Linked DNA regions of Mus musculus: all the other regions are linked to region 1. The links are chromatin contacts, called in public HiChIP or PLAC-seq and promoter capture Hi-C maps. All regions are on one chromosome and are shown on one strand. Each heading gives the region's core, a stretch centred on a gene start, on an enhancer-like site or on the middle of the called end of the contact. The rest is flanking DNA. Distances are from core to core; before and after follow the strand shown. Region 1 holds the start of Tmem9b (TMEM9 domain family, member B). Region 2 holds the start of Ipo7 (importin 7). Region 3 holds the start of Stk33 (serine/threonine kinase 33). Region 4 overlaps Zfp143 (zinc finger protein 143).

The links. HiChIP or PLAC-seq counts read pairs in DNA pulled down with a chosen protein or histone mark. Capture Hi-C pulls out chosen DNA fragments and counts their contacts.
Region 2: an H3K4me3 HiChIP or PLAC-seq map of embryonic stem cells shows a contact between it and region 1, with 19 read pairs. The contact joins the promoter of Ipo7 here to the promoter of Tmem9b in region 1. A contact is called at or near these places in 1 of 484 Hi-C or Micro-C datasets (erythroblasts), 4 of 115 datasets of contacts at active chromatin or transcription factors (bone marrow-derived macrophages, effector CD8 T cells, embryonic stem cells and 1 more) and 2 of 9 other capture datasets (adipose tissue and pancreatic islet).
Region 3: a promoter capture Hi-C map of adipose tissue shows a contact between it and region 1. The contact joins the promoter of Stk33 here to the promoter of Tmem9b in region 1. A contact is called at or near these places in 5 of 39 promoter capture datasets (the C10 cell line, embryonic stem cells, liver and 1 more), 2 of 115 datasets of contacts at active chromatin or transcription factors (embryonic stem cells and trophoblast stem cells) and 1 of 9 other capture datasets (adipose tissue).
Region 4: an HNF4G HiChIP or PLAC-seq map of pancreatic cancer cells shows a contact between it and region 1. The contact joins the enhancer-like site here to the promoter of Tmem9b in region 1. A contact is called at or near these places in 3 of 39 promoter capture datasets (the HPC-7 cell line, hippocampal neurons and neutrophils), 1 of 484 Hi-C or Micro-C datasets (nephron progenitors) and 5 of 115 datasets of contacts at active chromatin or transcription factors (embryonic hindbrain, embryonic limb bud, extraembryonic endoderm stem cells and 2 more).

The regions. Positions count from the first base shown.
Region 1 is chr7:109,749,826-109,754,941 of GRCm38.p6, forward strand. Tmem9b (TMEM9 domain family, member B) reads right to left here and starts at 2,438. Exons shown (of 5, transcript NM_020050.1): 1 at 2,246-2,438; 2 at 188-279. The coding sequence starts at 2,353. It also overlaps the pseudogene 4930431P19Rik.
Region 2 is chr7:110,014,760-110,019,794 of GRCm38.p6, forward strand. Ipo7 (importin 7) reads left to right here and starts at 3,556. Exons shown (of 25, transcript NM_181517.5): 1 at 3,556-3,749. The coding sequence starts at 3,666.
Region 3 is chr7:109,435,945-109,441,284 of GRCm38.p6, forward strand. It overlaps Stk33 (serine/threonine kinase 33), which reads right to left and starts at 3,109. Exons shown (of 14, transcript NM_054103.1): 1 at 2,973-3,109. 1700095J03Rik (RIKEN cDNA 1700095J03 gene) reads left to right here and starts at 2,674. Exons shown (of 2, transcript NR_152110.1): 1 at 2,674-4,238.
Region 4 is chr7:110,086,608-110,091,343 of GRCm38.p6, forward strand. Zfp143 (zinc finger protein 143) reads left to right here. Exons shown (of 16, transcript NM_001374618.1): 13 at 2,121-2,269. Among named protein-coding and RNA genes, the nearest start is that of Zfp143, 27 kb to the left of the region's middle. Within about 2 kb of position 1,539, at least 49 of the 459 cell types and tissues checked have an H3K27ac peak or open chromatin away from gene starts, as enhancers often do. A contact at or near this core is called in extraembryonic endoderm stem cells and pancreatic cancer cells, where this site is marked.

The DNA of each region.
Region 1 (5,116 bases), core at 1,188-3,687:
CTCCCCGGCCTAGAGCTTTCTGTTTAGGCTACAGTATTCCTTTAGACTTGTATCAGACACTCAGGACCCCAGTCTAAGATCTGACACTTCTGCTTAGGAACAAAATGAGACATCATAAGAACAGTCTGAGTTAACAGTAGGAGCCACGGTTTATGTAGCAGGTGATACCTTGGTCCGAGACACTTACCAATCTTTCTGAGATATATTCTTATTATAAATGTGCCCAGGATTCTCTTTATAGGGAGGGCAGATGCATTTACATCTCACATCTTCAAAATTCTGCAATAAAAGTGAAAACACTATAACTTCTTTATAGTTTATCGTCAATATTTTTTTTAAATCTACACATGTACATTTTGCTAAGTATCCCTGTCAGATATTCTAAAACCATTATAAAGATTTAGGTTTGAGAGATACAAGTTCCTAAAATCTGTAAGACACTATCTGTGCCTTATTAAACTCATTTATGAATTGCATGACAATCAATTGTGTTATTATCATCTACCTGCCACTAGAAAAGCATATCATGACAGGCAATAGGGCCTACAAAGAGATATTCGGATATGAAGGGATTGGGGAGAAGGGAATTAAAGATTATTTATAAGCAAGTCACAGGTGTAGGCTGGGGATGGGTTTAGCTCAGTGCTAACACATACGCTTAGCATGCATAAGGCCAATTCAATCTGTAACACAATAGGGTGAGGAGAGTCAGAATTCTTCTAATTTCTTCTTTTCTAACTTTTTCCTTTTGGGAGAAAGGCACTGGGCATGGATAAAAGGGGCTGAGTGAGCTATAAACAGGATGAAGATTGAGGGGCACTCAGCCAGTGCTAGAAGGGAAGTCAAAAGGGAAAGTAGTTTGAATCTTCCCATTGTCCCCCAGGAAACTTGTCTGGCAATCCATGGTTGACAAGAAAAGCAACTCCTAGCAATACGAGTTTCAGGAGGCAAAGCAAGCAGGCATTAAATGCTGCATAAATCCAAGAGATGCTTTCTCAGCAAAGGGTTGTTTATTCGAGAAGGCTGTGGCTCATTAGTCCCCACTGAGACATATCCACCACTCCTAGGTACAATGAAATGTCTGGCAGAGCTGTTGACAGGTCCTAAATGTATCAGTAACCACTGTGCCAGAGCCTGTGCTCAATGAGGAGGACTCAGAGAAGCAAAAGACACAGCTCCTGTTTCCTGGGACAAATCCTATCAAGGGGAGACGGATGTTTATATCATGATACACTACATAAAATGGTAATGTTTGACATCCATACAGAGAGTCCATACTAGAAGTATTTCAAAAGTTGGGAAACTTTTTGCTGTCCCTATTTCTGATGACACCAGAAAGACTGAAAAAAAAAAAAAAACCAAATTGCTCAAAAACACCTGCCTACCTGTGACCTATCTTTCCCAGCCCTTTATAACATTTAAAAATATTATAAAACTTTTTAAAAATGCAGTGTCACTATTTCCCACTACACCGTGGAGTCTTTCTATTTTGCCCCAAAATTAGTTAGCCCACTGGGAGGAAAGCACATGTTTTCTTGGGCCAGAACAGCTCTGGGTCACCAGAAAATATATGGGGACCAAAAGGTTTAGAAACACAGTGAGGAATAGGACACAACTTCCTGTCACCTCTCTCCTAGGCTAGTAAATTATCAGAAGAGGGGTGTGTGTGTGTGTGTGTGTGTGTGTGTGTGTTTTCCTGGAGGGGATCTTGGTGAGAGTATCAGGCTAGTGGGGTGGCCCTACAGGTCCTTCTGGGAACGGGTAGTTGCCATGAGATTCGAGCCCCCACCATGGCAAGGGAATCTGCTTATCAATGAGTTGAGAGGAGCTAGTCCCTAGTAGGGAAGACTTCGGGGAGATGAGGGTGAGGGGAGCTAGTCCCTACTAGAGAAGATTTCAGGGAGATGAGGGTTTCCCACCGTTTGGATTGGGGGCTGAGAGCTGCCCAAGTTTAAGGGTGGAAAGTTCAAAGCTCCCAGGGCTGGAAAGTTCCGGGTGTGTCCCGTCGGGGCTGGGAAGGGAAATGTCAAGAGGCAGAGGGTTATAGACCCCGCTCTGGCACTGTTTGGGGCTAAGGCTTAGGATGCTCTAGAGAGGGCCAGCCCGGGCTGTGAAGCGGGGTCGGGGGGATTTGGCTGTCGGATTGGGAGACCGGAGAGTGGGGAGCAAGTGGTCAGCCCCAGTTTCTGCCAGGCCAGAGGCAGGGGCGGAGCTCCTGTCAGGAGCCGGGCGGGGCGGGACTCACCTTGGCGGCGCCTGTCAGCTGCGCGAGCAGCAGCACCGACAGCGCCAGGCAGGACATGCTGAGCCCCGAGCCCAGCCGCAGCAGGTTTCCGCACCATAGGCTCGCCATCGCGGGAGCCAGCCGCTCCTGCGAGCCCCGAGCCCCGCGCCCGGCTCGGGATCCGGCTCGGGATCCTCCGCCCGCACTTCCGCCTGGGCCTGCGCGTCACCGTCCGCGCCGGGTCAGCTGCGAGAAAGCCTCCGCCCCGGAAACGGTTCCGGGTGCACAAGGCCCGCCACGGTCGCGGCCCCGGGGGTGCACTAAAGGCTGGGGGTCTTCCCCGGCCAGAGCTGGCGAATCCTGCACCCCAAGGGAGCAGGCCATGCGGATCTAGTCCCGCAGGCCGGGTGAACCCCATCCCCGGGAACTGCGAAGGCCGAGAGGGTGCTGTTCAGGAGACCTGACCAGAAGAGCCCGAGCGTCCTTAGATCGGAAGCCCACCCGGCGATGGAGGCTCGAGGCTCCGCACCGGGGCTTCAGTACGAACCTGCGGTCCGTGCGCCTCCAGGACACAGACTCCTGCCCGGCTCCCAACAGTAACTGTGAGCTGTCCACGCGGGTGTGGCTTCCACTAGGGGCTGACAGCCTTGGTCCAGTCTAGGACTGGGAAGTGGGCCACGGCGGCGAATCTGGGCTGGCTCAAGTCAGGCTTTGCAAGATGCGGACGCCCCTGGAGCATCCCCCGCCCAGGACTCCTGGAGGTGGAGAATCCAGGAGCCAAGCTCCTGTGAGGCAGTGCCTATTTAAAACAGTTGACCTCTCAGTCAGTTCTGGGAGCGCAGACCCTACTCCATGGGGTGTCTTTTTCTGTAGATACTTCAGGAGCACCCTGGAGAGAACATAGAGCTGCTCATTAAAATATTTTTTCCACTTAGTAGAGACTCTGGGGGTAGAGAAAGGGATGCAGCGTGCTCATCACAGCCCTTAGGGATTTGCTGAATGTCATAAGGGAAAATCACTTCCTTTCAATAAAAGGGGATTAAGTTTTATGATTTTCAATTTTTACTTATAAGACACCCCCACCCCGCCCCTTCAAGTGGTCCTTTCCTGGTTGGTGGAAATGTCTTTCTTAATTTACAGGTAGAAATTTCGCAGCGTTTTTCTGCTATGTGATTCTTGTCGATACTAGACTAGAATCTAACACAAAGTGCTATTGCATTAAATGTATTTAGCCCTTTTTTAGTCCTAAATGGCAACTAGCCCAAAGGACTAGATGCTTTCGCACCAGTTCTTGTGACAATCCTGTCACAGTGGGAATAATTGTCCTTCTAAGGGGTGTCCTACTAATCGCAGGGCTGTCAGGATAAAATTTGTTGGTGAGGTATTGTAGATCATCCTGTCACAGTGGGGATAATTGTCCTTCTAAGGGGTGTCCTACTAATCGCAGGGCTGTCAGGATAAAATTTGTTGGTGAGGTATTTAGATCTGATTGCTAAAAGCTGACTTAGTAGCCAGTTTGGATCAGTTTAGAGCTGTATGTCTGACATGTCCTTCAGATAAAGCATAGGAACCCTCCTTCAAAATTCTTTTCAGAGCCAATGCTCGTTGGATGCCTTTGATCCCAGAGGCAGGCAGATCTCTGAGACAAGGCCAGTCTGGTCTACAAAGTGAGTTCCAGGACAGGCTACATGGAGAGACCCTGTGTCACAAAAAGGAGGAGAAAGAGAAAGAGGAGGAGAAGGAAAATGAGGAAGGAGGAAGAGGAGGAGGAGGAGGAAGAAAGAAAACGAAGAAGGAGAAACAAAGAAAAAGAATTCTTTTCAGAGATTTGATGGGGGGGGGGTACAGAGATAAAGGACTGCAGCAATGCCTCAGGCTGGTGGGTTATTTTCAGTTATTTTCTTCTCTTTGTCCATGCTGTCTCAAACTAGTGGGCTCAAGAGATTCCCCTCCCTCAGGCTCCCTAATAACTGACTACAGGTATGGGCCACCAAGTCAGGCCCACCTCATCTGTTTAATGAAGAAGACCACATAACACTCAGTATGGGCAGAGCTTTAGAGCTACATGTGGCAATCAAATATTTGATTGCGAGGAATCTAAATCGAGTGTTGTATGCTGTATTTCGAGGTCAATACAAGGTAAACAAAATCTTTTTATTTTAAAATACTGATTAAAGTTGGGGCTGCAGAGCTGACTCAGCAGTTGTGAGCCCTTGCTGCTCTCGCAGAAGATTGAAGTTTGGTTTGCACCATCCACGTGGCAGCTTACAACCTTCTGTAACTCTGGTTCCAGGGGATTGGGTCCGCTCTTCTGTTTCCCAGTGGCACTGACACATATGGTACACATGTGTACATTTTTCGAAACACTCATACACGCAAAATTAAAAATTGAAATAGTGGTTAAAATTTAAATATTTTGAATGTATTGGATCATGTCTCCATGTGTGTCCTTTCTCTCAGCTTGTCTGCCTGGGACCCCCTGAGCACGAACCCTAGTCCTCCCACACAGCCCCATTTTCACTAACAAGATGAAACAATCATGAACCAGGAAAAACTTGCCAATCTGCAGGCACATGTTTGCATTGTTGGGAAAGGCACCTCCCACAGAAAGAAGGTGGTTCATAGGACAGCCACAGCCGATGATAAAAACTGCAGTTCTCCTTAAAGAAGTTAGCAACTGATAATGAAGAGGTGAACATGTTTAAAAACCAAGAAACTGATCCATTTTAGCAACTCTAAAGTTCAGGCGTCTCTGGTAGCAAACACCTTCACCATTCCAGGCCGCACTGAGATAAAACAGCTGACAGAAATGTTTCCCAGCATCCTAAACCAGCTTGGTGCAGGCAGTCTGACTAGTCTGACTAGAGACTGGCTGAAGCCGCCCAAACAGTC
Region 2 (5,035 bases), core at 2,306-4,805, 270 kb after region 1:
TCCTCTCCATCTCCCTCTCCCTCTCCCTTTCCCCCCACTCCAGTGTCTCTTTGACAGAGGGAAGAAGAAGAGGAGCTATTAAAGTAGCTTACAGGCTATGGTCCAACTAGTCCAACAATGGCTGTCTACAACTGGAAGGTCCAAGAATCCAGTAGTTGTTAAGTCCATGAGGTTGCAGGTCTCAGCTGTTCTTCAGCATACGCTGGAATCCCAAAGAAGTAGGCACTAATACCAGTAAAGAGTGAATTTACCAGCAGTAGCAACCAAGGAAAAAGCAAGTTAACTTCCTTTTTATAAGTCCTTTATATAGGCTGCCAGCAGGCAACATTATGGTATGACTCCAACAAGTGCTGAAATGGGTTTCATTTTTCCAAGTCTGCTTTTATATCATTCTGGTACAAAGAACAAACACAGCATTAACAAAGGCCCCATCATATTCAGGATCTTATCAAGATGATCAAGATATTGAGCCTACTTTCTTGTCCTAGCCCAAGGTCAAATTCTTGCCAAAATCCTTGAAGTGGCACCAAGAGCTCTCTACACTTGCAGCTAGATCTTATAGAGGCACTTTCTCAACTGAGGCAACCTCCTTTCAGATAACTCTAGTTTGTGTGTCAAGTTGACAGAAGACTAGCCAGCACAAGACCCTAGATAGATAGATAGATAGATAGATAGATAGATAGATAGACAGATAAAGGCTAGGAAGAGGGCTCAATGGTTAAGAGTGTGTACTGCTCTTCAGAGAACCTGGGTTTGGTTCCCAGCACTCATGTCAGGTGGTTAACAACTGCCTGTCATTCCTGCTCCAGGAGCTCCAACACCTCTGGATTCTGAGGGAACTTGCACTCCTGTATGTGAACTTGCTCCTCACTCCAGCTCCATGTATATTGTTTGTTTAAGTAATTTTTTAAAAGAATCTTTAAAAAAACAGTTGGGGCTGGGGATGTAGTTTAGTTGGCAGAGTGCTTGTTTAGCAGGCAGAAACTTTGATCCCCAGAATCAAATAAACTGATTGTGATTGTATTCCTTAGTTTTGTGTTGCTGTAATGGAAGGCAACGTAAGGAAGGAAGCCTTTGTTTTGGCTGTTGTTCATAGCAGAGTAGAGGCATGACAGCTAGAAGGAAGCTGCTCACACCCCCAATTTCTAGAGCACCAAGCAGGTACAAAGACTGCAGGTAGGTAGGGTTTATTTACTGTAAACAACTCCCAAGGCCCCCATCCCTGTCTCCAGTGACATACTTTCTTCATCAAGGCTGCACCTCATAAAAATCTCCAAACAGTGCCACCAACTGGGGGCCAAGTGTTCAAATGCCTGATTCTTGTGGCCATTTCTCATTCTGACTACATAATAGTATTCACCTGTAATCCCATCACGCTGAAGATAAAGGCAGAAAATAGGTCATTCATCAGTACGGATAGGTGGAGGGTCAGAATGGTCTATGTGCAAACCGGCTTCAAAAATTAATAACACAACAAAACAACAAACAAAGAAAAACCTCAAAAATCAAAAACAAAACAAAAAAAACCCCATGAAACCAAACCTGGAAGTATTTTACTGAACTGTAAACAATCCACCTGCTCATCTGGACAATGCATTTATTCATAAAGAGAGATAAGGCAACTCACTCAGACATGTAACATGTACAATATCCAACATGGAATTAATCATTACCTGGCCTTCTCAATGCTTAGAAGGGATAGGCAGGAGGATCACTGGTTTAAGGCAAGTCATGTAACATAATGAATTTGAACCAGCCTGAGTCTGAGTTTGGTTCCAGACCCTGTCTGGAAACAAAAACAAAACTATGAAGAATAAACACCATTGACAGAAACAAAATACCAGATGGAGCAAGAAAGTTTCAAGGGGGACAAAATGAGTAATCTGAGAATTGAGAAGACATCACTTCAGCCACTGCACACATTAGAACCATAAGAAGTAAATACAGTTTTGTTTTGAGGGTCTTTTTGTTTTTGTTTGTTTGTTTTTTTGAGACAGGGTATGCAGCCAGGCAGAACTTGATATGTATAGCAGGTTGGTTTTTAAACTCACAGAATTCTGACTACCTCTGCCTTCTAAGTGCAGGAATTTAAAGCAAAAAATCAAAATATTCTTTTTTTTTTTTTTTTTTTTTTTGGTTTTTCAAGACAGGGTTTCTCTGTGTAGCCCTGGCTGTCCTGGAACTCACTCTGTAGACCAGGCTAGCCTCGAACTCAGAAATTCACCTGCCTCTGCCTTCCAAGTGCTGGGATTAAAGGCATGCGCCACCACGCCCGGCCAAAATATTCTTATTTCATGAGAATTTATAATCAAGTATGGTAGTACAGCACTTGTGGGGTGGAGCAGGATTACAAATTTAAGGACAGTATGTTGTACACAGAGAACTGAATTCCTGCTTTCTTCAAGAACATAAGGTCCTAACCACTGAGTCATTTCTACAGCTCCCTGTTGCTCCTTTGTGAGACAGGTTCAAACATTGTAGCTCAGGCCTGCCTGAAGCTCAGTATATAGCTTCCCTTAGATTCTAATTGAAAATTGATTTGATTTCTAAAGGTAAAATGATTTGAGATGTATGACAGTAGTTCTCAATATTTTCACTGCTGCAATCCTTCAATATAGTTACTTATATTATGATGATTCCCAACCATGATAGTAGCATTTTCATTGCTACTTTATAACTGCAATTTTGCTACTGCTATGAATTATACTGTAAATATCTGATATGCAGAGGATAGCTGATATTCAACAAAGGGGTCACGATCCACAGACCCACAAGATGAGAACTACTGAATTAGAGGTTTAAATATCCATACACAGGGAGTTTTAATGGACATTATGCATTTATTCTGAATTTAGAAATAATTTATATAATGACGTAGCTGAGATTTGAACACTCATTAATAAGGCACAACTTCAATATATAGGATAAAGTCTTACAAAATGAGATTAATGAATCAAAGTGGAGCAGTTTTTATGGCATTTAGAAACTCATCTCAAATCATTGTTGAGAAAGTTCCATCTGGGAGGCTCAGGCAGTGGTATTGCAACAAGTTCAGGTCAAAAGCCTGTCTCAAAAAACAAAACAGAGCTGGGCGTGGTGGCGCATATCTTTAATCCCAGCACTCTCCCAGCACTTGGGAGGTAGAGGCAGGCGGATTTCTGAGTTCGAGGCCAGCCTGGTCTACAAAGTGAGTTCCAGGACAGCCAGAGCTATACAGAGAAACCCTGTCTCAAAAAACCAAAAAACAAAACAAAAACAAAACAGAAATTTCTTTTAATTATACAGTTAGTAACAACGTATTGCATCACACACTTCTTGAGATTCTCTAGGGATATCATATAAAATTTTGTAACTATTTTACTTTTCTCTTTGTGGCGTTTGAACGTTGTCCCTTTCACTGACTACAGTGGGAGCCAGCCACGTGGGCCGTGTCCGCGTTTGGGGACTACATTTCCCAGGGTGCTCCGCCGGAGACTTGACAGGAAGTGGCCGGAGCATCTCCCGCCTCCACGCCGAGGCGAGAAGGTTCTATCCGGGGCCTTGGCGCTTCTCTTTCCTTTCGCGCCGGTTGCCGCTGCGGAGCGCGGCCGGTCCATGTGCGCAGTGAGTGGCGCTATTTCTGCCTCAGTAGCACCGGTGTCCCGGGTCTGACCGACCGCGCGGCGATGGATCCCAACACCATCATCGAGGCCCTCCGGGGCACCATGGACCCAGCCCTGCGCGAGGCCGCTGAGCGCCAGCTCAATGAAGTAAGGACGGCCGGCTAGCGGCTGCTGCGGGCTTGTGGGCCGGCAGGCCAAGACTTCCAGGCCTGGCTGGAGACGCGGAGCACAGCTCCGACGAGCCCATTTGGAGAGGTTGGGCGGAGATCTGACCGCCGTGCCAGGCTCCACTGTGGGGACGCGGCGTCCAGGCCGCCACTCGGTCGGCTTCCGAGTGGGCCTCTGGCCCGGGTCTGGGCGTGTGGAGCCGGCCGAGCTAGGCGGGCGTGACGGTCTGGACACATGGCCGGCTCCCGTGGCCCGCCGCCCTCTGGCTGTCTCCCAGTTTGCTCTCGGGAGGGGGCGAGACAAACTGGGAGGGTGTAGAGATGTGTCCCAGACCAGTCTTTCCGGCGCCCGGTCGGCCGGGGTTCCTGGGGAGGCTAGCTAGTCCACTGGGGGCTGCGCCTGACAGCCTTGTGTGTGCTCTTGGCGGATCAGTGACCTGCCTGTCCGGTACAACTTTCTTCTCGCCGGCGAGGTGCTAGGGACAGATTTCAGATCTGGTAGGGCAGGGGTAGTGTGGGTTACACTGTGCGATCCCCGCTCTGGTACTGTCCTAGTACCACAGTTGGGAGGCGGGATGATGTAGTGGAACGGGTCAGATAAAGTGCGACCTTCTAGGTATAGCAGCCTCAATGATTTCTGGAGTGAGTGACCTTGGGCAAGTCTCACCTCCAGATCCTGAGTTGTACTCATTCATGAAATTAGGCCGTACGGTTGCTGTGATGGTCAAGTGAGATAATCTAGAGCCTATAGAGCTTTCATATGCAACATTAGTGGAGAGTTGGTTTCTCTTCCACGTGTTTTGGGCAGTGCCCCTTGGAAAACTGTTATATTGATATTCTATTGTACTGATTTCATCAGCGTTCTTTTTTTCTGAACTTGGCTATTTTATATATTAGTAAGAATTTAATAGGTTTATAAAAAGGCCTCTGTAAGGTCTCTTTGAGTCTCAGTGTTTTGGTGTGTGTGTGTTCATATACATATATATGTATACTGCATATACACAAATACTAAATTGTATATGCACGCTTTATACACACATATAAGTATCTTTTTTTTTTTTTAATGCAAAAAGAAACCCTTGTTTAAAGAAATCTTAGCCGAGCGGTGGTGGTGCACGCCTTTAATCCCGGCGCTTGGGAGGAAGAGGCAGGAGTATTTCTGAGTTCCAGGCCAGCCTGCTCTACAAAGTGAGTTCCAGGACAGCCAGAACTATACAGAGAAACCCTGTCTCTTAAAAAACAAAAAAGAAAAGAAAAGAAATCTTA
Region 3 (5,340 bases), core at 1,859-4,358, 310 kb before region 1:
GTTCCTTTGTAATTCCATTTTTGAGAAACTGATCTTAAGCAACAAGGACACAATGAGAAGATTAAATTATGAAGACATTCATCATTACATTTGGTAGTTCACATATAAATAGCCACTAATAATAGCTAATAAAGCTTCATTCATAGTGTGATTGTGGAGCTAAGAAGACGGTACAAGGGCAGATCCTTACACGTTACTAATCACCATTCACTGTTCCAAGTAGTTCACATGGAGTCATTCACTCACTTCTCAAAGCAATTTGGCATTCAACTATAGGCAGACCAGTGCTACTGTCATGTCTGACTTCCCAGTGAGAAATCTGAGGCACTGAGAAGGTGACTGAACTAAGGTTACACTGAAACAAACTCTGACATTCTAGGCTGAAATTCAAAAATTCAAATGCTATGGAAACAAAATGTTATCATAAATTTTTGGTAAGTTATTCGTTGCTAAACCTTGCCATAACCTGATGTCAACCTATGTATCACCTTTATCCCAAGTAAGAGTGGATTCAGTTTACCATAGAAAAGTTAATGTACTTGATGACATTCAGGGTTCAATTAGTTGGTGTTCTACTGCTATGAAGAGTCACCATGACCACTGCAAATCTCAGTAAGGAAGGCATTGAATTGTGGCTGGCTTACAGTTCCAGAGGTTTAGCTCATTACCATGATGGTGGGGAGTGTGGCAGGGAGCAAGAGCGGTGACACAAGGCACACATGGTGCTAGAGGAGTAGCTGAGAGACACATTGGGCCTGGCTTGAGCTTTTGAAACCCCAAAGCCCACCCACAAGCATTCAAAGATATAAGCCTATGGATGCCATTCTTATTCAGACCATTAGGGTACAATATATACACACTCTGGATCCCAGAGGATCCATCCATCCACCATATCACCCTTCAATAAAATGAAACATCAGCCCCACGGGTTTCAGGCATGGAACTGTGATAGAACTAGAATGAACATGTAAACCATCTGTCTGGTTCTGTAGTCTGTGCTTCTAGGCACAGCATGATATTTTCATATACGACTGAATGCCATGGGGAAACAGTTGTAACTCAAGCATCCAGCTCGTTATTAACGCCCCTAGCCCCCGTGTGCCAGACACACAAATGCTACTGAAGGGAGATAACTGTGCCGGAAGGGCCAATGTTTGAGGAGGTTTGTTCCAGATAAATTAATCAAATATAGTGATCACTTTGAGGAAACATTTGGCCTTGGGATATTAAGGGTGACCAAGAATTAATTAAAGAGAACAACAATGGCAGGGACAGGAACATGTGCAAAGGTCCTGAAGTGAGACAAAAAGCCATGATGGAAAACTGAAGAAGAGTCTATGTATCCCCAAGCACAGAGGCGCATGCTTGCAATCCCAGCTACCTGAGAGACTACATCAGGAAGAAAACAAGTAGAAGCTAGCCATAAGGCCTGGCCTAAATTTATTTATTTACTTATGTATTTATTTAGAGTGCTAGGATTGAATTCAGGGCCTCCCTGTGTGCTGTGTGTGTGTGTGTGTGTGTGTGTGTGTGTGTGTGTGTGTATGTATGTATGTATGTATGTATGTATTATGTATCTATTTTGTGTACAATTTGTGGAGTCTGTTCTCTCCTTCCAACACGTGGGTCCTGGGGATCAATTTTGTGTCATCGGACTTGGTGGTAAGCACATTTATTTACCCAAGGAGCCATTTTTCTGGCTCAGCATAATCAATTTGTAAATTTTAAATATTGTTCCTGCTGTAGAGCAAGAGATAAAATAGGAATACTTTAAAATGGGACACTGACTTCAGACCAATTAGAAGGTAACTTCAAGAGACACAGTAAGAGCATGGTAGCCCAGACTAGGGTGATAGAAGAAGAAACAGAAGTGGTTAGATCTGATATTTGGTTTGAAGACAAAATGAACACAAAGTCATGGCAGTATGGACATAGGAGAAAGGGAAATGGGTACTGATGAGGGCAAGATTCCTGGCTTGAAAATGATATAGATATATGATTCATTAGGAAAAGAACACTGGTGGCTTACACAGACTAGACTTTTAGATATGTAGTATCTCGGTGTGGTGCTCACAATTTGAAGACATGACCTGGAGAACAAGGAGAGCAAGCTTAAGTTCAAAATCTGTTGCTTTGGCATTCCATTCGCAGATCCTTCCTCCTACATAGGCTGGCTTGATCTTGCTCTGATGTTGAAGGTGGGTTGTCAGACCAAAAAACAGCGGGGGGGGGGGGGGGCAAGGTTCCTCCGCTGTGGTTAGGCGTGAGGAGCACCCCGAATGTGCAATTATCCCCTACAACTAACTTAACCACTTTCTATTTGTCATTCACAGGGCAATACCACATACAGGCTCATTTCACCCGACAACGGTGTGAGAAATTCTAACGTGCGTCTAGGAAACAGAGACAGCAGGTTTAAATTCCCTGTCCTCAGAATCATCTGGAGACTGCTCTTAACATCGCCCTGCCTCCTGAGCATCCACTCTGTGCAAGGAAAAAGACTTAAGAAGCTACCACATAACGAGGTCCTAGTAGATGTCAGGCTCTTAGGAAATTAAAAAGACACCAAGCCCTTACAACTCCATGGCTTTTAAGGACGTTTTCCCACACACACACACACACACACACACTTACCCTGAGTGAGATCACATTAAACTTTCAAAAATGTTTCCTGTAGCGAACATGGGATGGGAGTGAGGAAGTGAAGATGGACCCAAGCAGCAAGGGACCACCCCAAACACCAGACCAGGGGAAAATGAGGTCCCGGGTGTTTGGGTCCCCCGAGACTCCTAAAAGGGTCCGTGATCATCCCCAGGACCCTCCTCCGCGCAGGACGCCTGGCCGACCGCTGGCTGGAGCCCTGAGGCCCGTTTGCCTGCGGTTGTCATAGCAACGGGGCTCGAAGGCTGCCTAACCCTCCCGCCCACCTTTTCCCTCAGGGTAGGGCGAGTCAGCGTTGCGAGGCCACTCACCACAACGGCCGGCGGGCTGCCCCTGACAGAGGCACACACTTGGACCCGAGTGGTCCCCCAGCCCCGAACGCCACACCTAAAGAAGCTGAACTTTTCTAAGGCCCGGGATGCCGACCCAGGAGGTGGACGGGGTCTGCACCGGGACAAAGCGCGACAGCAAACGCGAAGCCCCAGCCTTCCGCGCGCAAGTGAGGCCTGTGAGGAGAGCGGGGGCCGCACAACGGCGCCCGCGTGCCCGGGAGCCTGGTCTCCGCGGGCCGCACCCCAGACACGGAGCGGGGAAGCCTGCCTCGAGCACCGTGTCAAGTAAAACGCTTTTCAACAGCACTGTCGCTATCGTGACGGGATGTTCCGACTTATTCTCAGTCATGGCCCAGGCGGCCGGTGCTCGTGCGGCGAGGCTCGCCCGTCCAGGGGGCCTCATACGATGTGAACGTGGTCAGGGCGTCTCTGCTGAGAGCTGGGTGTGGATCCTCACAGAAAGGCTGAAGTGGCCCGTGACGAGTCAAATAACATATCTCTAGACTTGTCCCAAGCCTCTGTGGGACCATCTCCAATGTATGTCGCAAGCAATGGAGCCGTGAAAAGCTGGCTACAGCTGTATGCTAATGTTCTATTATTGATCTGAACTAGGAATGGCTTCTGTGGGCGGGTCCTCTCTCCAGCAGCTGTCGGGAAGAAATTCAACTCTACTTGGACTAGCATAATTATTCAAGGCAGATGTCTTCTAAAATTAAGGTGATTGATAGCCAGTAACAGTACAGCAAAGCAATTAATTTTATTGCTTACAGGTGTACATTTGGCAACTACTTAATCCTGTTGCTTTCATAGGAGGGAAAAAAGTGCTCAAAATGGGCACAAGTAGTTGGTAACTTCATTTTGGAAACCATTTTTCAACCACAAATACTCCCTGCCATGTACTATATTAATAGAACTTTGGGATCTTGGCCAAGCAATGTTCTGGAAAATTACAGAACTATCGTCTAACAAGAGTCTGGAAGAGATGTGAGAATTTGCACTCTGTATGTCCCCCTTGCCTGTATAGAAAGATGGCATGATTGCCCATCCAAGCCTAAGTCTGAGCATGAGTTTGAGGAGATAAACTACTATCTGCTTCACTGAACTGTGACATGCATGGATCCGCCTTTAACAAACCCCTACGAAGGCTTTTAGACTCCGGACCCTTCCAAAAAACAACTTCAAACATCTGACAAAGCCTAGTTAAGGGACAACACTGGTAGGAAGAATTGTTGGAAAGGCATGCTGGTGAGTCCTCCCCTGCAGTCTGTCAGTGATGCCCAAACTTGCTCAACACCAGACATCTACCGGGAATTTTTGTTTTACTTTATTTTGTGTTTAAGTGTAGATTCACAAATTATACACTCAGAGATTCTGATTAAATAGGTCCCAGTTTTGAACGGGTGGGTAGGTGTGTGTGTGTGTGTGTGTGTGTGTGTATGTGTTTCTAGCACTGGTTAGGAACCAGTAGGCTAGGGTTTTGTTTTGTTTTGTTTTGTTTTTTCTGAGTTGGGTCAGACCATCGAAGCACACTGTGTTTGTAGTCTGGGAAGATAGTTTCAGTTGATAAAATACTGACTTCAAGCATGAGTACCTGAGGTTGATTCCCAGAACCCAAGTTAAAAAAAATAAATTGAAAACTGGGCACAGAGGCACATGCTAATAATCCCAGCACTAAGGAGGTAGAGACAGGAGGTTTCCTGAGGCTTACTGGCCAGCTATCATAGACTAATTGGTAAGTTTCAGACCAGTGAGCAGTCAAAAACCAAAGTTGACAGTTCCTTGGAACAACACCACCTAAAGCTGACTTCTAGCCTAAACACACACACGCACACACACGCACACACGCACACACGCACACATACACACATACACACAGGTCCATTTATTTGGGTGCATATGAACATGTATCTCTGCCGTGTTTATATGGAGATCAGAGGACAACTCTTGGGGCTCAGTTCTCTCCTGCCACCTTGTGGGATTTGCAGTTCAAACAAGTTCAGGCCTGCATATGTGCAACCTCTACCCACTGAGCTGTCTCACTGATACCCTCCAAAATGTTTAAGGCTGAGTGTACCACCTTATCTTCCCCTTGGAACTCTGCCTATCGCAAGTCTTTAGCATCAGCCTTGCTCCATTTGCTTATATTAAGAAACGATATCAGTGGCTTGCAAGCACGGCTTGGTAGATAAAGACACTGAGTAGATAAAGATACCAATCCTGACAACCTGTCCCATTCCCAGAACACATGCAAAGGTAAGAGAAAGCCAACACCTGCATGTTGTCCTCTGACCTCCATACATGCACCGTGGCACAAGCACATGTGCACACATGTGCAGACACAATAATA
Region 4 (4,736 bases), core at 289-2,788, 340 kb after region 1:
AAGATAAAAGGAAGGTTTGGCACATGGGAAAGCCCCCAGTGCTTGACGAGAGGAAAGCAAGTTGGAGACTCTCTGGAAAAAGCCTGGCCAGTGTGGCAGTTCCTCCCAGGAAAGCAAAGACTTTTCTCATTTTCAGCACCTGAATGAAATGTTCAGAAATATTTAAGTTTATAATTAAACTTGGGAAATAGCACGTGCTCAAATGTATTCAGTGCAAGACTGCTCTCCAGCCACAAGCCTCTAAGCAGTCACACCGGAGGCATATAGAACTCATCCCTTTCTTCCACCACCCTCCAGCAGAGGCTTACTCCGTAGCCCAGGCTAGCCTTGAATTTGGAGTAGTCTTCCTGCTACAGCCTCTCAAATGCTGGGCTTACAGGCCTGATCCACTGCACCTATGTAGAGAGTATAAGCTTTCATTCACAACAAGAAAGAAACAACTGCTAAATCCTTTTAATTAGAAAAAAAGGCTTTGGGGGTTGGGAGAAGACACCACTGTTAGAGTGCCGTGCAAGCGAGTGTGAAGATCAGAGTTAGGATCCCACACAAATGCCTGTTGAATTTCACCAGTAATTCCAGTCTTGGAATTCAGACATAGTCTCCCTGAGCGTGCTGGCTTGCTAGGCTAGCCATATCCATGAGCTCTGGGGTTCAGCTGAGAGATCCTGCCTTGATGAATGATGTGGAAAGCTATCAAGGAAGACTCCTCATGGAGTCCCAGCCTCTGCATGGACATGAATGCACATCTCAACTACACATGGGGGAAAAAAAGCAGACTTTAATAATGTCAAATGTAATTTATAAGACCTGCACAGCATGTCTTTACTCTCCTCCTTATATGTTGATATCTCAGACTGTAAGAGATTTTCTCAGTCTGTAAAATGGCCTATAATACAGTATATTTTAAAAGCAATGATTGGCCAGGCTGTGGTTGTGTTGCCTTTATCCTAGCATGCAGGATGCGGAAGCAGGCCAGCCTGGACTACAGAGTGAGTTCCAGGACAGCCAGGGCCACATGAGAAACCCCGGAAAAAAACAAACAAGCAAACAAACCAAACAAAAAACCCAACTATGATTACTTTTCAAAAAATACAGATCTGTGCTTTCTCTGACATAATCTCTGGTTTTGACATAATCTTTGGGAATAATGGTGTATAAATAACTGTGGGGGAAAAAAGGGAAGAACATTACACCTCAGTGACTGCTGCCATCTGAACACATGATAGTTAGACCTGACACTGAAATCCTTCATATCCTAATTCTCAGATTAGTAGTACAGTCTTAAGTTCTTCTTTGAACAGGTAAAGTTTCCCTTTCTTCCTTGCTCCGTGGGAGTTAGCCAGTATTGAGAGAGAGAGGCCAGTCACCCACTCGAGTAGTTCTGCTGCTGAAATTGTCATTCATGTGCTGGTTTTTGTGGAAGAAAAATGTACCTGAACTGGATGGAGTTCTTGTTTAGTCACTTAGGAAATGATTAACCTCAGCCCAGATAGTCACTACATTTATAGCCATGCGTAGTCTTTACACAATGATGTCATTGTGTACTAATAGATTGCTGTCAGTCACGTGTGTAAAAGACTGAGTAGGTTGGTAGACTGTGTACAAGCCATTCTGGTTTTGTGGTTAATGCTTATAGACTCTTTTATTACCTTCCTGAGACTTAAGTGACTTCAGGAGCCAAGAGGGCAAATGTCTGTGTATATGGCTCTTCCCTTCTGTGTCCCCTGTGCGTATGTGCACAGCATCCCATAATCATCACAGCTAAGTGTAAAGGAGAGGCCTTCCAAAACCAGAACACTTGACATTGATGGGCAGGGTTGGGCTGGGTTGGGTTTGGTGTGATTTGGTTTGGCCTGGCCTGGCAGATGTGAAGATGGACTTGTTAAGAAGTTCTGAAACTTTTCTCAGGGTTTAGAATATAAAACTATTTGCTTTCTTTTGTTTGTTTGTTTGTTTTTTTTTTTGAGACAAGGTTTTGTACAACCTAGATCGGCCTTGAACTCCCTGTGTAACCTAGGCAGCCCTTGAACTGCTTCCTCTTCCCAAGTGCTAGAAGGACAGGCCTAGTGTTGTCTAAATAGATTGGTTGTTCAAGTAAATTATTCATTTATTTTAAACAGGTCAAGGTGATGATGTTCTTAAAGGGTCCCAGATCACATATGTTACAGGTGTAGATGGAGAGGACATTGTATCTACACAAGTAGCCACAGTAACCCAGTCTGGGCTGAGTCAACAAGTCACACTCATATCACAGGATGGGACTCAACATGTAAGTATCTACTAACAGCCAAGGAAGTGAAATCTTTTCTTCACCAGGAATTGAAAGACAGGCTGGGTGCCTGTGGAGGAGACCCTTGAGTGGGAAGCATGATGTTTGTACTTAGGCCTCGAGAGCTGCAGTCCTCAGCCTTCCTAAGGCTGCCACCCTTTAACACAGCTCCTCATGTTCTGGTGGCCCCAACCATAATGCTATTTTTGTTGCTACTTCATAACCATAATTTTGCTACTGTTTTGAATTGTAATGTAAATATATGTGCTTTCTAATAGTCTTAGGCGACCCCTATGAAAGTGTCATTTGACCCTGAAGGGGTCAAAACCTACAGGTTGAGAACTACTGCTCTCAGCAGTGGCAGATCTCCCACAGATCTTCCGTGGTCTGCTGAGAAGAACTATTTGAAGTAATAACAGTAGAAGATATTTGCATCCACGTGGGGCTATTAGGCTCTGCCAAAGGGCATGGCCACTTCGCTTATCCCATGATGGGAGAGTTTGTAGGGAAGGTAGAGACACCTCTCCAGGGGTGGGAAAATGCACTGTGTCTGAGATGTGGGAATGCCTGAGCTGGTTGGGGGTGGGGGACCTCTGGGGAGGAATGGGGTTGGTGAGTGGGGATAGTCCTTGGCTTGGCAGTGGCTGGCGTGGTGGTAGTTGTGGCTGGGAGCGCAGAGAGGTCTACAGGAGACTAGGCTGTGGCTCTGTAGACGAAGGCCTTCTTCACAGCTTCCTTCCCGCATCAGATCTTGATGAGAAGAGACCATGGTTCTGAACAGTTTGTTGTCATGGTGGAAATGGATGCGTAAAACCATAGCCTCAGGCTAGAGGATGGCTCAGCGGTTAAGAGCACTGACTGCTCTTCCAGAGGTCCTGACAGCTGCCGTATACTAATAAATAAAATAAACAAATCTAAAAGAAAAAAAAAACATACCCTCCTTTTCAGGGTGGGCCTGAGATTAAATACCTTTTGCAGGGAGAAGTGTCTAGAAAGAGAAGCTTATTGGCTAAGCCCTCCAGGCCTCTAGGTACCTCGTTAGCATGGAGAACTCTGTTTTGGGCCTATGTGACCACAGGTCACATCTCTTTTATGTGAGAAGCATGGCACATGTTCCAAGTCAGGAGTCTGGCAAGGAGCTGGGAGTCGCCTAAGCCTCGGGGTGTGTGCCCACCAAGTCTCCAGGTCTCAACCTCCTCTAACTTACCAAACTTTCTGGCCTGGATTTACGTCCCACACATCCATAGAATCCAAATGGCATTAGCTGGTGTGGGTCAAAGATGAAGCGACAAAGATCAGAATCCCAAGGTGATTGTGAGGTTCAAAAGTACTGCATCTGGGCTGGAGAGATAGTAGTACAGTAGTTAAGAGTACTGGCTGCTCTTCCAGGGTCTTAAGTTCAATTTCCAGAACTCATATGGTGGCTTATAACTGCCTATAATGTGCCATCTTCTGGTGTGCAGACATGTATATGTAGACAAAATGCTTAAATACATAAATAAATTTTTTTTAAAGTAGTGGGTCTGGCTAGGTGTGGTGGTGAGTGACTTTAATCCCAGCACTCCTGAGGCAGGCAATTCAGTGAGTTCCAGCCCAGCCTGTTGTACATGATGAGACCCTGTCTCAAACAAGCAGAGTTAATGAATGGGTCTGGGTGAAGCACAGCACCGGGAAGGAAGGGCTGGTACTTAGCAGTAGATTCAGTCCAGGAATGAGTCTTGACTAAGGTAAGGAGGACGTGATGACGTCATCCTGGGACATAAGTTAAGAAACAAACGCCTATAGAATTTCCATTCTGGAGCAGTTTTCCTTACCAGAAACCATAGGTGTTCAGCTGGCTTCATCGAGTCCAGTTGATTCAGTAAGAATCTTGATTTTCTCTGAGGAAGAGTAGTGGAATGTATGTTCTCTAAGAGGTAAACGTGGCATTGTTTTGTAGGTGCCAATAACCTAAAAGAACTCAGCTTCAGTGTGATTTTTAAGCATTTGCTAGAGTTGTTTTAGCTTTGGTAAAAAGGAGGCTCATGGGCTTTGGGGTATCTCCACCCTCCTGTGTTCTGTCTTCCATGGGGAACCTTCTTCCTGCACATCTGTACTAGAACTTGCCTCCTAGAGTCAGTATACTTTTTGGGTTTTATTTTGTATTAGGATTTGGTTTGGTTGGGTGGCTTTTGACACAAGGCCTCTCTATGTGGCTAGACTTCTGTGTATAGACCAGGACTTGAACTTACGGAAATCCTCCTGCCTCACTTCCCAAGATCTGAGATTACAGGTGTTTGCTACCACACTCTACCTTTCTTTTTTCCATGACTTTTCTTTTTAAAACAGGGTTTCATGTAGCTCAGGCTAGCCTGGAATTCTCACACATACACACCCCTCAGTTTTTTTGAGTTTTTGTTATTTCGAGACAGTAGTGGTTGGCATGTCAGATGCAGATTTGAGGTGATAGAATGATAGAAGATAGGCA